Regions from separate parts of the Ovis aries genome. Here region 1 is linked to region 2. A link is a contact called in public Hi-C data. All regions are on one chromosome and are shown on one strand. The core of a region is the stretch at or near the end of the contact, and the rest is flanking DNA. Distances in the headings are between cores, read along the strand shown. Region 1 overlaps SUGCT (succinyl-CoA:glutarate-CoA transferase). Region 2 has its middle 7.6 kb from the start of INHBA.

Region 1 (7,589 bases), core at 2,776-5,275, 1.6 Mb after region 2:
GCAAAGATGAGCACAATAAAGGACAGAAATGGTATGGACCTAAGAGAAGCAGAAGATATTAAGAAGAGGTGGCAAGAATACACAGAAGAATTGTACAAAAAGATCTTTACAACCCAGATAATCACAATGGTGTGATCACTCACCTAAAGCCAGACATCTTGGAATGTGAAGTCAAATGGGCCTTAGGAAGCATCAGTATGAAAAAGGCAATTGGAAGTGATAGAATTCCAGTTGAGCTATCAAATCCTAAAAGATGATGCTGTGAAAGTGCTGCACTCAATATCCCAGCAAATTTGGAAAACTCAGCAGTGGCCACAGGACTGGAAAGGGTCAGTTTTCATTCCAATCCCAAAGAAAGGCAATGCCAAAAAATACTCAAATTACTGCACAATTGCACTCATCTCACGTGCTAGTAAAGTAATGTTCTAAATTCTCCAAGCCAGACTTCGACAGTACCTGAACCGTGAACTTCCAGATGTCCCAGCTGGATTTAGGACAGGCAGAGGAACTAGAGATCAAATTGCCAACATCCACTGGATCATTGAAAAAGCAAGAGTTCCAGAAAAACATCTACTTCTGCTTTATTGGCTACGCCAAAGACTTTCATTGTGTGGACCACAACAAACTCTGGAAAATTCTGAAAGAGATGGGAATATCAGACCACCTGACCTGCCTCTTGAGAAATCTGTATGCAGGTCAGGAAGCTACAGTTAGAACTGGACATGGAACAACAGACTGGTTCCTAATCGGGAAAGGAGTACATGAAGGCTGTATATTGTCACCCAGCTTGTTTAACTTATATGCAGAATAGTACATCATGAGAAACGCTGGGCTAGAAGAAGCACAAACTGGTATCAAGATTGCCGGGAGAAATATCATTAACCTTAGATATGCAGATGACACCACCGTTATAGAAAGCAAAGAAGAACTGAAGAGTTTCTTGATGAAAGTGAAAGAGGAGAGTGAAAAGTTGACTTAACACTCAGCATTCAGAAAACTAAGATCATTGCATCCAGTACCATCACTTCATGGCAAATAGATGGGGAAACAGTGACAGGCTTTATTTTGGGGGGCTCAAAAATCACTGCAGATGGTGACTGCTGCCAAGAAACTAAAAGACGCTTGCTCCTTGGAAGAAAAGTGATGACCAACCTAGACAGCATATTAAAAAGCATAGACATTACTTTGCCAACAAAGGTCCATCTAGTCACAGCTATGGTTTTTCCAGTAGTCATGTATGGATGTAAGAGTCGGACTACAAAGAAAGCTGAGCACCGAAGAATTGATGCTTTTGAACTGTTTGTTGGAGAAGACTCTTGAGAGTCCCTTGGACTGCACAGATATCCAACCAGTCCATCCTAAAGGATGGACTGAGTGTTCATTGGAAGGACTGTTGTTGAAGCTGAAACTCCAATACTTTAGCCACCTGATGCAAAGATCTGACTCATTAGAAAAGACTGTGATTCTGGTAAAGATTGAAGGCATAAGGAAAAGGCGACGACAGAGGATGAGATGGTTGGATGGCATCGCCGACTCAATGGACATGAGTTCAAGTAAACTCCGGGAGTTGGAGATGGACAGGGAGTCCTGGCATGCTGCAGTCCATGGGGTCACAGAGAGTCAGACACAACTGAGCAACTGAACTGAACTGATATGATATTTCTCTTTTCTTTCTGACCTACTTCACTCTGTATAATAGCCTTAGGTTCATCCACCTCATTAGTACTGATTCAAATACATTCCTTTTTATGGCTGAGTAATATTCCATTGTGCATGTGTACCATAACCTTTTTATCCATTCTTCTGTCGATGGGCATCTAGTTTGTTCCCGTGTTCTCGCTATGACCCCAGCAGCCGCACCACCTCCACACCTGCCCCGTCTGGTTTTCTTTCATCTAAACAGGATGTGTGAAGACTCTATTTAGCCACTTTCTAAATTCAACTTCATAGGATTTACTGAGATAAAACTCCAGAGCCAGTCTCAATGTTTTTGTTTTTGTTTATTAACCTGTGTGCTTTGCTTTTTGGACATCTTCCTTTTCATACGTTTTTCCTCCACTGTGAGAATTAAATGAGACGTTTCGTAAATGGGCCAAAGTTTTATATTCTTCTGCGTTTCACTCAACTTTTCTATTGTCATTTAAAAAGAAATCTTCCTATTAATTTCAAAGATTCCCCATAATTATACCTTCCACTTAATAGGGTTTGTCCTTCTGTCACATGAGTAACAATTTAGATTCTCATGGTTACACCATTTTGGTGGATTTTTCTTTTCTTTTTCCCTCAGGTCATGATACAGCATTTCTGACTGTAAGATATGTACCTTTCTACATGCAAGATTACAAAACTAACCTCAGCAGGATTCCACTGAGATTCCTGTAAATCTCAATAGAGCAAGAGACTTCCCTGCAAACATGCCAACCAATCAAAACTAATACTTAACCAAGGATTCCATAAAGCAACAGTGGCAATTTAGGATGGTGACAATAATGATAACAGTTAACATGTACAGAATACTTGCTATGTTCCAGGGACTGTAATGGTGCTTTGTACGTGTCATCTGATTTACGTCTTTGAAGAATCACATGAGGTAAATTGTATCATCCTATTTGAATTGCTACCTGGAAAAATGAGGTTTTGAGAGATTAAATACCTTACCCAAGGTCACAGAAGTACTTTCTCTGATTCTATAGGTATTGAAGTCTTGACACTCATTACTATGTAACCACTTTTACAAAATATTTCCATGAGTATTAACAGCTCATACATTTTCAAAGACCAAAAATTCGATTAATACGGTTTGTTACCTCAATTTCAAATAATCTATGAAATTTAGATCCCTTAATGTCTACCACTGAGAGGCAGCAAAATTGGTTGATTAATTGTATAGCAACTAAAACATCTGAAATACTAATAAGTATATGTTACCAGTCAGAAAAGGCAAATAAATTTGTAAATTAAGCAGCATTACTATAATGCAGGAAAAAAAGCATACTAAGCAAAAAAGTTTTTACTGATGATAGTGATAGCTGTCTTTACTATAGAATTACCACTTTTATGATAGTCAATTTGATGGTACTAATATATATAAATATATTTTGATGATTGCTTCTTATACATAGATTTCATCTTTCCCCAACTAGTTAATATAACACTAATATAATATAACACTAATATAATATAACAATAGAAACTTGATAAACACTCACTTGACTGATACATATTTTTGTATTTTATACCATTTCATGCATGCCTCTGATATTCTTCACATAAACCATCAAAACAAATGTTTTTTATAGGACAGACAAGAGTTAGGGGTAACTGAATGTCAAGATACTATCTTGCCTACAATATAGAGTATGTTTTTAATGGAAAAGAAGTAAAAAGTCTTCAAATTTTTATCATCCAAATAAAGTCTACAATTGCAAAAGCTTTAATGATCATGCAAATACATCCTGTTAAAAATGACTTTAACTACACTCACAATCATGTAAGTTACACACACACACACACACACACACACACACACACACACACACACACAATTACCCCAAATCTCAGAAGACTTATTCAAATAGGGAGGGGAAAAAAACTATTAAGAATCACTGATACAATGAAAATAAATTGAAGAATCTGCCCTCAGATTAAGAATTTGAATATATTTTCATGGAATCTATTCAAAAGAAACTAGCAGGAGTTGCATCTATATCCCAAGACTCAATATTTTGTACAAGAGGAAGGCAGCTCACATTCTGACAGATGCCCCATAAAATTACTAAAGAATAAAGAGAATTACCATTTTTATATACTTTTCATTTTCAGGAGAAAAATCAAATTTTAAATGACTGAAACATAAAACATGAGTTTATCAAACATGAGGAGAAAAGAAAATAAAAGCGCAGCCAGGCTCTCACATAAAACCAATTCCCTATAGCTGGATTCCCACACTCCAAATAGCAGCACTACGTCAGCCTCAGAAGGGACATTTTAGGCAAAGAACACAAAAATGTCCAGTACTGACCTCTTTACAGAGACTAAACATCAGCTCAAATCAAACCCAGATAAACGGATAGCTCAAGTGAGTAACAAATTAACAAGAGTCACCTTTAGCCTTGTTCCACTGCCAAGAGAAAAGTACTCAGTTAAGCACAGTCTACATCTTTATTTAATAGAGATCAATGAAACAAAAAAAATAAAATAAAAGGAATCCAAGTAAAAAAGATATCAAACAAAACCCAGTTATCTTTGAACTCCCTAAAGTTGGGAACAATTAAAGTCTTCCCAAAAATGCAGACTTGTGAGGAAGCAATGCTTCCTGAGTGAGCAAATACACATAGTTAACACCAAGGCCGAAAGCAGAGAAATAAATAACATGAAGTCAGGAAAAAACAGTATAACATGTAACAACGCTGGTTAAAATAATCACTTGCAGAATAAACTAATGGGTTTTAAAAGTTTGCAATTATGACCACAATCCAGTGCTCAGATCTTGGTTCTTAAATATCATTCTCCACTCAATGGAACCAGGGCTCCTTGGAAAAATAGTTAAAATCAGGCCTGTGGTCAGGGGTAGTGCAGGAGCAGTGGTGGGGGGATGGGGTTGGGAGGGTGTTGGTGGCAGGGGGATAATGTAAATAAATGTTGATTATCTTGTGCTAAAAATTAAGAAAGTGCTCAAAGTGTAACGAGGACATATCAAAAAATATACAGGGGATATTTTGAGACTGTTCCCACTAGCCAAATATGGATAATTTGAACATCAAAAATAAATCATGATAATAAAGGACTGTAACTGATTGAATAAAATATGAATATATGAGTCCACATTGATACAAATCAATAAAGGAAATGGAAAGCTACCCTCACAGTAAAAAGTCATAAATGTAAATAATAAATGTAAGTTCAGTCCAGTTCAGTTCAGTCGCCCAGTCGTGTCCGACTCTTTGTGACCCCATGAAATTCATAAGTATAAAGAAATGATGGAATTATAAAATCACTATTTAACAACATCCTAACAATAGTAAGCTCAGGCAAGAATCATCAATGTGTGATAAAAATAGTGGATGACAGGCTGGGCAAATGAGAATATTTACACAGTCTCAAAGTATAGCTCCCCCTCCCCCCACCACCCCTCACCAACAACATATTCTTTTTTTGTGACATGACAATCAGATACAATGCAGAGTAATTTGGGTTTTCTTTTGCTATAAAGGACATTATTGAAACAACTGACAAATTATCAATAAGGTCTGTGAATTATAGTAATATTGCTTCAATGTTAATTTCCTAATTTTGGTTAATTATACTCTGGTTACATAATACTATTAGATGTTTGTAAAATACAAACCGAAAAATGCGGGAGTAAAGAGACATCACATGCCTGTCTTATTTTTATATGCTTCATAAAAACTGTAAGTAGATTAGACAGATGATACAGATTATAGAAAGATGATAGGAAGGTAGGTAGATGGATACATAGAAACACAGATAGATATACAGAGGCAGAAAGAAAGATGAAGCGAAACTATCTATATATCCACAACCATAGAATAATAGACTATAGTAATAATTTCTAACAGGAACCTGAAAACCATTCAACTTGCCCCCATATTTGAGAAAGGAAGAGGAAGAGGAGGAGGAGGAAGCAACAGCAGCAAAGAAGGAAGAGCCAACACTTCCTCAATATTTCATAAATGCCAATCGATTCACGTACATTATCTCATTTAATCCTTACAATAAACACTAGAATTTGCAGATGAGGCAGCTGCACCTGGGAGGTTCAGTAACTTATCCAAAGTCATCTAAGTTGCAAATGGAAGAGCCAGTATTTCAACCAGTCTATAGGGAGCAAGGCTCCTTCCTCCTCTCTTTGCCCTGTCTGAATCTCAGCAATTTCACCTTTATCTTTGTTGGGCCACTCGGTAAGATGTTTGAAGAAAAGGCTTGATAATCTTTGAATACTAGATTACACTATTATCCTTCACCATGATCCTGGCCACACTGACAGCATCACTTAAGACACTAGACTAAGGTTATAAAGAGGTCAGGAAAGCTAATTAAAGTTGCTCACCAACTAGTGCCTTAACACTCAACTTGAGGAATGAAAAGAACACTCACCACTGTGCTCAAATCCAAAGTAGGAACCTGGAGAGGCATTTCATTTTTAATAATTTTTGTAATTAAAATTAAATAAGTATAACACAGTATTCTACTAATATTGATTTGGTAAATATCTACTATGTGGCAACAGTACTCTCAAGAAAATCAGTAGCACTTGGGGACAAATCATCAGTGTCCAACAGGAACAGAATCCAAATCTCTGTAGCTCCTCCATTTGCTCAGCACAGTTTCTAATGCCTCCATGGTTGGCCAGAACTAGAGGGGCGTGAGGAGAAGAGGAGGTCTGCTCAGCAAGGAAGGTCTCGCTTTATTGGTCCCATCATGGTGGGCTTGGCAGAGGTTGAAAGTCTTCGTGTCACATGGCGGACTTTACTGGGTTCTTCAAAGACCTCCCCTATCCCATCAGTGGGGATCACTTTACATTTGAATCTATCTTTTTTCCAGGTGATCACTGGTGAGTCCTTCCTCTGCCCCAGGTGTCGTCAGCACCACCAGCTTCCTTCTGCTTCTTGGACAGGATCTTAAACAACCAAACACTGTTTTCCTCTTTCTTACCCTGATCCACAGGACAGCAGTGACTTTCCAAACCACAGTGCTCCAGACATCCACTGGCTCTCTAAATATCTCAGGCATGAATCACATATCAATCCACTTATCTACCAAGTTCTTGGGAACAAATTCTCTGACTTGAGATTATAAATTTTATAGAACTATTTCTTTTGAAACTATAAATGTCTGATAAAAATTGTTAATTTTAAAATGACTATGGAAGGACTTCCCCAGTGGTCCAGTGGTTAAGACTCTCCCTTCTGATGCAAAGGGGTGCAGGTTTGATCCCTGGTCAGGGAGCTAAGATTTCACATGCCTTACAACCAAAAAACAAAACATAAAAACAGAAGCGATATTATAACAAATTCAAAGTAAGTCAAAAAGAGAAAAATAAATATCATAAATTAACACATATATATGGAATCTAGAAAAATGGTACTGATGACCCTATTTGCAGGCCAGGAATAGAGATGCAAATATACAAATAGACTTTGGACACAGCAGGGGAAGGTGAGGGTGGGAAGAATTGAGAGTAGCAATGAAACATACATATTATCATATGTAAAATGGATAGATAATTGGAAGTTGCTGTCTAGCACAAGGGGCTCAAAGCAAAACTCTGACAACCTAGAGTTGGGGATGGAATGGGGAGTGGGGGTTGGAGCAGGACGTTCGAGAGGAAGGGGATATATATATATATATATTTATGGCTGATTCTTGATGTTGTCAAAGTGCTAGCATCCAGAGATCAAATGGCCAACATCTGTTAGATCATAGAAAAAGCAAAAGAATTCCAGAAAAACATCTACTTTATTGACTACGCCAAAGCTACTGACTGTGTGGAACACAGCAAACTGTGGAAAATTCTGAAAGATATGGAAATACCAGGCCAGCTTACCTGCCTCCTGAGAAATCTGTAT
Region 2 (7,849 bases), core at 4,570-7,069:
CCTTGGTGGCCACAGTCCCTTTCTGGGACTCCTAGAAATCTGTACAGAAGAGGTTTATCTGAATGCCTCCATCAAAGTTTCTTCTGATTTGTTTCAAATAGAACCCAATGTTTTTGACTTGTGCTTGGCATCCTTTTGCTCTGGTTCCACCTTGGCAGCTGCTAGAAATCAGGAGTCTTTTCTTAGGAAGAGAAGATTAGGGCAAAGCATGACTCTCAGCTGTGACTTTGCCTTCCCAGCCACAAGCAGATCTGTGGACATGACCAAATTCACACCTACAACATAACTTCATTACCTGAACCTTCCTTTGCTTCTTAAAAAGTACCTGCTATTATTCATGGTATCAGTTAGGGGGCAGCAGATATCCTGGCATGCTTTGCACTCTAAGGGAGAATTCCAGTTTGAAGATCCTGAAGTTGCTATGTATTGGATGACTATTTCACATAAGGAGTATGGTCTGGCAGCTCTTTCCTGCATCAGCTGATAATTTTGGGGAGCCAAACCTCTCACCAAGTAGAGTGCTTGTAATCTAAAGCTGAGCAAAGGTGAACCCAAGTAATAAACTGCCCTGTGTAATTACTGCACTCTGCCTCACCGAGTCAGTTTCATCACTATCTAAATATTACAGAACCGCAGACTTCTCTTTTGGTCTATCATTCTGACTCTCACACACGCCTAAGTAAACAATTTTGACTCCTTAAAACACTGTCAGGATGGGACTTCAAGTAAAGATAGGAGTGGAAATACCTATAAAGTTGCTTCTGCAAGGGCCCAAGTTTAAGAGAATGAAGTATAACTTGGCCTTGATAAAAACTTTTTTTTTCTGATGTATGCATATTACAGACATGCCCCTTTTTCAAATATGCAGAGGTAGGGGGCACCCACTGCCCAGCCTGACAATTTGTTCAAAATGTTTTAAAGAAACAACAGCGTCTCAAGTTTGAACTCTTGAGCATCTTCAAACCAGTTTCCCTTTGACTTAAGTTATATGTTATTTTTTAGCTGTCAGAGGTCCCTCATCTGATAAATAGGAGATAGGGAAACTGGACCTCAGAGAGGCAGACTGGCTAGTAATGGTCAAGCCAGTAGTGGGGTCAAAATGTGCAGTCAGGGCTGGTCGGACCAGTTTGCCTTAATGCCTTTTCAAACCACATTTCTCATCTTTCCAGGGCCCTACACAGCAGTTTCCAGAGAGGTCAGTTCAGTCAGCAGAGCCTTTTAGAGAAAGAAGTAATACTAGTGAGTAACATTAACTCTGTGGCAGGCATTTTTCTTTATGCCTTGCAGGTATTAACTCATTGATTTCTCACAACAATCCTATGAAGGAGAGGCTAGTATTATTAGCACTCAGTGAGAGCTAAGTTACCAATATGGAATCTTTCCAGCATCCTGCAGCTTGAAGGCAACCCAGTCCGCCTAGCTGCAGGGCCTACCACTTAACTACCACCTTTGAGCACATCATCCAATGGTGCTTTTCACAATTCAGATCCCTAGGGTGCAGAGATTGTGTCCTTGGTGATCATGAGACCCTGGGGAGCTGCATCTACCCACATCCTTCTGGTCCTCTTCAGGATGAGCTGTCCTCTCCAGTCAGAGGCCGGAGTAAACCAAGAGTTAATTGGGATGTGATCGTTCTAGAGACCAACTCCATCTTCATCTTAAGACCAGGAAAAGCTGTTTTGAGCAGGACCTTCCTCCTTGGGACAAGGAACCTTGGTGAGGTTTGGCCCCTATATGCCTCCACCTGAGAGCTAAGCTTTTCTCTGGGAGTTTGAATTTGAAGGTTAGGGATGATGGCTCAGAGGGGGAAAGTGTGAATTGGTAATCGCTTTCATATGACACTTGAGAGATGTTATAATAAAGCTGAGTAAATTGGAGCATGAGTTAGCCGGCCCTTTGCCTAATGATGTCACCCACTTTCTGCTTCCTCCAGCCTATGATTAATAAAAGGGGATTATTACAGTAACTCACTCCTAGTGGGCAGTAGTGACTTCAGCACCAGCTGAGCAAACTGACTACATTTAGTCGTGCGTGTGCATGTGGGCATTTTTTTTTTCCCAGTGACTAACATGAAACTAACAGCATCTAGTAAAACAAAAGCTCCTTGAAATTTGGGGAACTTCTTGGGTGAACTTTTTTCTCCAGGGATCACAGTTTTAATTACTCTCATTTCATACTTAAATGAGGCAAAAGGACAGGATTGGCTTCACGTCCCCATTTATTAAGTGATCACAAATTCACCCGTGGCTTGTTGGAAAAGAGGTGTTCTGAAGCTTTTTTTCCTTCTAATACATTGTCTCTTCCTTCCTCCATCATTCGATCCCATCTTTAAAGAAGAACTTGGTAAATATCCAGAAAAGGGGGACAGGAGCTGAGTTAATTTTTGAAAGTCTAAGGCTAGGTGTAGACCCCAGAGAGTTCAGTGAAACTCTCCAAATACTGTGCTTAATTATAGTGTGCTTTCCTAAGTTGATAAAGACTAACGGAAGTCCTGCCTGCCAAGGCACCTTTGCAAACTTGACCTTCCTAAAATTAGAGTGGGGCACCTGTAAATATTTACTAACCAAGCCACAGTGTCAGTGTCTGTGAAAGTACACCGTGCCCAGAACAAGGGCACTCCTGTCATGCAGGCCTGGATGGGCCTGGGGGTGCTCCAATAGAAAGGTAGAACCTTTGGACTCTCTATCAGCACAGGAAGGAGGCAGCGATTCACTGATTAAAAAAAAAAAAAAATACACACAGGACTTCCCTAATTCTTTTCTGTGTCTTCCCTCCAAAGCTACAATTTGGGAGCAGGTTGTGGATGGGCAACATTGGATTAAGATCAAGATTCCTTCTTTTATGAGTCTAATGGCATCTGTAGGCTAAGCTTCTGAGTCTTCCAGGCAGCAACATGGAACTTTCAACCCAAGGGAATCCAGGTGAGAACCACAATTACAACTATTTGTTATTCGTTCCTTTGCAAGCATTGTTCATCATCTTCTGGGACAATAGGAAGAGCAACCAGATGTTCCCTGATTGGATTAGAACTGACTTTTGATAAACACTTTCAAAATATTATGTTGGTTAGTAAGGCCTTTTCGTTTTAGTGTTGCTTTTATTTCTTTTTCAATATCTATTTTTCTCTAGAGGTTATAACTGTGTATTTCTCTCTCTAGATTGAGTTTTTCACCAGGACTAAATGATTACTTCTTGGGAAGAAATCCAGGCTTTTCTGAATCATTTGGAAGTGGATGGAAGTCTTTGGTTCTAAAATAACCATCTATTGCAGAAACTAGATTCAGGTGTTGGCGTTGATGAGATGGCATCTGAGTGTCTAAGACGTTCCCCTCTTGCCTCGTTCATCTCAGAACATTCTCTGACTGACCCTCTCCTCTCTGGATAACCCAGGTCACTTAAGAACTAAGTGATAAGCCTGGAGAGCTGGCCTTATTGTATAGAGATCAGCATTTCACATCTCAGCTAGATGAATCCAGCCAAATTCCCTTTTGTGGGTTTCACCAGCATTTGTTGATGATGCTGATTATTTTCTGTGATATGGTCTCCTTCACAATATTTCCCCCAGTCCTCACAGGAGAGTAGCACCTGAAGGGGCATGGCCTTCCTTTACAAAGGAAATTTGGAGAATATAAAGTTGCTTGGAACATGCATTAGATTTCGCAAAGCACTGTTTTCTCTCTGTGGATATTGATTGTGTGTCATTCCCCCAAGGTATTAAACAAATAAAATCAGCCACATCATATTTGCTTGCTCTGGGAGCAAAGCATGGTAATCCCACTTTTGCGAATTTCACTTCAGGGAATTTGCTAGTGAGTGGATTTCTCAGATACCGACTTGCTCAAATGAATAACTCACTCCCCATTCACTTTTTGTCTTCCATTATCCGTTGCCTCCTGACAGCTTGGGTGGGGGCTAATTCATCTCGCTTTGCTGCCAGTCACCAAGATTTTGCTTTTGGTTCGAACACAAAGCCAGAAGCAAATACTTGGAGGCCTCCCTGGAAAGTTGGTGGGGATGCTTGAGAAGCACCCTTGCTCTGCTGTGCAGGCTTCTGGTAATCAGGAAGCCCAAGCCATACAAGGAGGCAGAATCACTTGAATGATTCCTCTCTTGCATAGATGCCGGGGCCCCTTGGAGCATGGATGGGAAGGAAATTAGGTGAAACTTTGGAATGATAACTCAACGTCAGGGCTTCTCCACTGCAGAGGAGTTACCATTTGGTGTCGGATGATTTCTCTGCTGAGACGGCTGTCAGGGGCACCATTAGAATGTTTAGTGGCAGCCCTGGCTTCTACCCACTAGAGGCCAGTAGCACCTTCCTTCCCAGTTACACCAAGCAAAAATGTCTTCAGACATGGCCATATGTCTCCTGGGGAGCAAAATCATCACAGTTGAGAGCCACTGCTGTAAGTGGAGTGATAACAGTTTATTTACTGAGGTTTTTCTTTCTGGTTTTTTCCTTAATCATTTTAATTCTAGGGTCTGGGTTCCCTTGGTTCAGGTAAGGCACTTCCAATTACTCTTAAAACAGAGTAGTTGCACATAGGACAAGGCCTTGTGGGATATTCTGGTGGTTTAAAAACAAAAAACAAAAAACAAAAAAACAAAACAGGATGCTTAGGAATAAGAGTTTTAGATTAACTATTTCTGATCCTGTTGTGTTCTAGTGAATTTTGGAGGACTTTTTATTAAAAATTTACTTTATTGAAGTATAGTTGATGGACAATGTGTTAATTTCTACTATACAGCACAATGAAACATTTATACATATATATGCCTCCTTTTTCATATTCTTTTCCATTATGGTTTATCACAGGATATTGAATATAGTTCCCTATACTATACAGTAGGAACTTGTTGTTTATTCATTCTATAGAACAAGAGTTTGCATCTATTTATCCTAAACTAATCCATCCCTTGGAGAAATTTTCATGTTTCCCTCTTCCTCTCTATTAAGTTGTATTTATTCATTGATTTGACCAGCAAACAGCTTCCTAGTTCAGTTTAGAATGTGAAATGCTCATTCTTCCTTGTCCCAAATCTCTCTTCCTAACCCAGCGCCCAAGAGATGGGCAAGCTCCGGCTGTCCAGGAAACAGGCAGGGATTGCCAGTTCCCTATTCAACCCAAACCATTCGATGAGACTCCGGAAATCTCCCGGCAGCAAATACCACTCTGGATCCCGCCCACGTTTTCTGGATCCGGAGAGGCACTGCCTCTCGAGGGAGTCACCACTCCCCACGGAGGCAAGGTTTTCCTGCCTGGAGCCCAGAATAACACGTCAGCTGCTGAGAACACCTCGAATCTTATTGATTTCTCCCTCTAGTCACGTTTTCTGTTCGGTCTCCCAGACGGGGGGATGAACCAGAAATCATGCTTTTGGGGGAACAGATTTTTCATAGGAAGGAACTAAAACACCCTGAATCGTCAGCAGCCTAGTCAGTGCTGTGAACCCCCCAGCCTCGTGCCATTTCGACTGAATCAGATGACAAGGTCCCAGTCACCTGCTTGGGGCGTTCACGCCTCCTAGCGGGATTTTTTTTTTTTTTTTTTTAAACAGAATAACAGGAGAGCCAAAGCGTGAGCAGCAGCTAAAACAACAGAGCCATGAAAAAAAACCAGTCCCCTTTTCTAGGCCTGTCTCCTTGTTCCAGGAGTAGTGAGCAAAGAGACCAATTAATAGCATGGATGGAAGCCGAAGGACAGACGGTTTGCTTGAGAAGGAAAATGAACATTCTCGCTCCTTGATCTATGCCAACTTTGCACGGGGACAGCTGCTGCCACGGGTAAACTCCACTATAGGTTAGCCGTGCCGCAAGGTGTGTGTCACCGCGGTCCCAGGATGGCACAGGGACTCTGGTCTCTCCCTCGCTCGCACCGTTGAGCTCTTATCCTTAAACGAACTTGGTTTTTTGACCAGCTCACTAATTGTGATTGAAAACACCAGCTTTCCCAGCAAGGCACAAGCCCTGGAGTTTAGCAGCAGCAAGACAGGCCCTAATTGCTCCATTTACATAAAAGTAGAAACATACAACTTCTAAATATAGATCTCTGGCACATCGCGCCTTTTGCAATTACAGTAAAATAAGGTACCACAGTTTCCCTCCCGGCTCCTCGAAGCAAGCTGCTCCACCGGGTTCTCCAGGGGCCGCTCCTCCAGGCGAGAACAGAGCCCTGCAAAAGGCTCCAGCGAAGAGACGAGGAGCTTTGTGAAGGAGTCAGTAAATCAGGCCTCCTGCACTAGGTGAAAAGCGCGGTGGCAGCCGGCCATCGTGCCAGCGCAGTGGCGGGGAGGACCGGGCTCTGCGATCCGAAAGGGGACAGAGCTGGCGGGGCGGGAGCGCTCCCCGCGCGCCTCTGTCCGCCTGGGAGCCAGCCCGCAAGTCCCCTTCCTGGTCCCTGACATTGGCCGTGGCTTTCAGTCTTGGCAGTGATAACTGGGTTCAGAGATTCCCAGCTGCACTTACTGATCAGTGATTTCCCTCCCCCCTCCCTCTCTGAATTCTCTAGCTGCCAAAAGGGGGGAAAAATCAAGAGCTGCTCTTAAAAGAAGTTGCCCTTGCTGGTGCTCCGGGTAAAAATAGAGGCGGCCGCTGCGCAAGGCTTGGCCCAGACTCCAGCCCCGCGAGCCGAGCTCGAGCAGCGGCCGCGATCCGGCGTGATCCCCGGGAGCTGCCAGCAGGTGTTGCTCAAGGTACAGTAGCAGGCCGAGCAGCGGGACCGCAGGGCCGGGGTGGGGGAACTGGGGCGCGGGGGGAGGGGGCAGGAAGTGAAAGAGAAACCAAGTCGAGGAAGGAACTGGAGATGCTGCTCAGGAGCTGGGCGGACCAGCTCCTCCACTCCCCGGAGCCCTGGAGTCCGGCAGGGAAAAGATCATTCCCCCATCCGCAAGAGTCGACAGAAGTTATTTTAACCTGCCTGCTTCCTCTACCACCTCCACCTCATTTCCACTCAGTGAGGAGGCATTTCCCGCGTGGCTCAGCTCTGAGGTTGGGGATTCAGGTGGAGAATGATATCACAGCTGGTGGGCTGACCTAGGCAGGTGGGCACTTTGGTGGCATCCGTGGCCAACGCGATCTGAATCACCCGAGAGAGAGGGTGGCTTCTCTGGTAGGGGTGCTGCATATTCCTGTGACACATATGTTCAGAGAGAGGCACCAGGAAATTTTTATCACTCAGTATTTTCTGAGCACGTGCTTGATCCTGCAGTAGAGTAGGTGGATCCCACTTTACAGATGAGTACACTGAGGGCTGAGGTTATCTGGTTAGTAAGCTGTGGAACTGGGGTCTCATCCAGGTTGATTCGTGCCCCGAAACTCATAAACATGGTGCTATTTCCAGGACACCAGGGTTCCTGTGGGGCAGAGGGGTGAATTTAGATGCCCCCCCACCCCAACCCCTAGGTCTCATCCAAAAAGGATGGGGAAGTTCCTTTCTTATAGAGAGGTTGGATCCATCCAGTTCAAACCTGATGGGCAGCTTTGGAGTTAACTAACACTGATCCTGTTTCTATCTTTCCTTCTCAGATTCCTTCAGTTTCTCTACAACCTAACATTTTATTTCCTACTTCATTTCTGAATATGCAATTCTCAGACTACACTGCCCCACCCCAATACACAGTTCAGCACCTACACGTGCTCTGTGTTTAGCCAAGACAGACCCCTGGAGACAAACTTCTGGTGTCCTAAAGGAACCTGCTTAAACTGCACATCAGGAGACCAGAGTCTCTATATTTTGCTTGTGGGCACAGTGAAAAGTTTATTTTATGCATGTTAAATCCTGCATACAAAACAACATATCTGGTCATATGGCTTTCATTAGCTCCCAATTTTGCACATTTTATTCAACTT

Evidence for each region. A called contact is a pair of places that touch in the nucleus more often than the background predicts.
Region 1: a Hi-C map of liver shows a contact between it and region 2, with 5 times the contacts expected there. The contact joins two enhancer-like sites. A contact is called at or near these places in 6 of 16 Hi-C or Micro-C datasets (blood, hypothalamus, liver and 3 more).

Annotation. Positions count from the first base shown.
Region 1 is chr4:82,527,501-82,535,089 of ARS-UI_Ramb_v3.0, forward strand. The region is part of intron 6 of SUGCT (succinyl-CoA:glutarate-CoA transferase); the gene reads right to left. Among named protein-coding and RNA genes, the nearest start is that of SUGCT, 49 kb to the right of the region's middle. Within about 2 kb of position 4,026, at least 1 of the 54 cell types and tissues checked has an H3K27ac peak or open chromatin away from gene starts, as enhancers often do. A contact at or near this core is called in liver, where this site is marked.
Region 2 is chr4:80,950,687-80,958,535 of ARS-UI_Ramb_v3.0, forward strand. It overlaps a transcript of INHBA not described here. Among named protein-coding and RNA genes, the nearest start is that of INHBA, 7.6 kb to the right of the region's middle. Within about 2 kb of position 5,820, at least 1 of the 54 cell types and tissues checked has an H3K27ac peak or open chromatin away from gene starts, as enhancers often do. A contact at or near this core is called in liver, where this site is marked.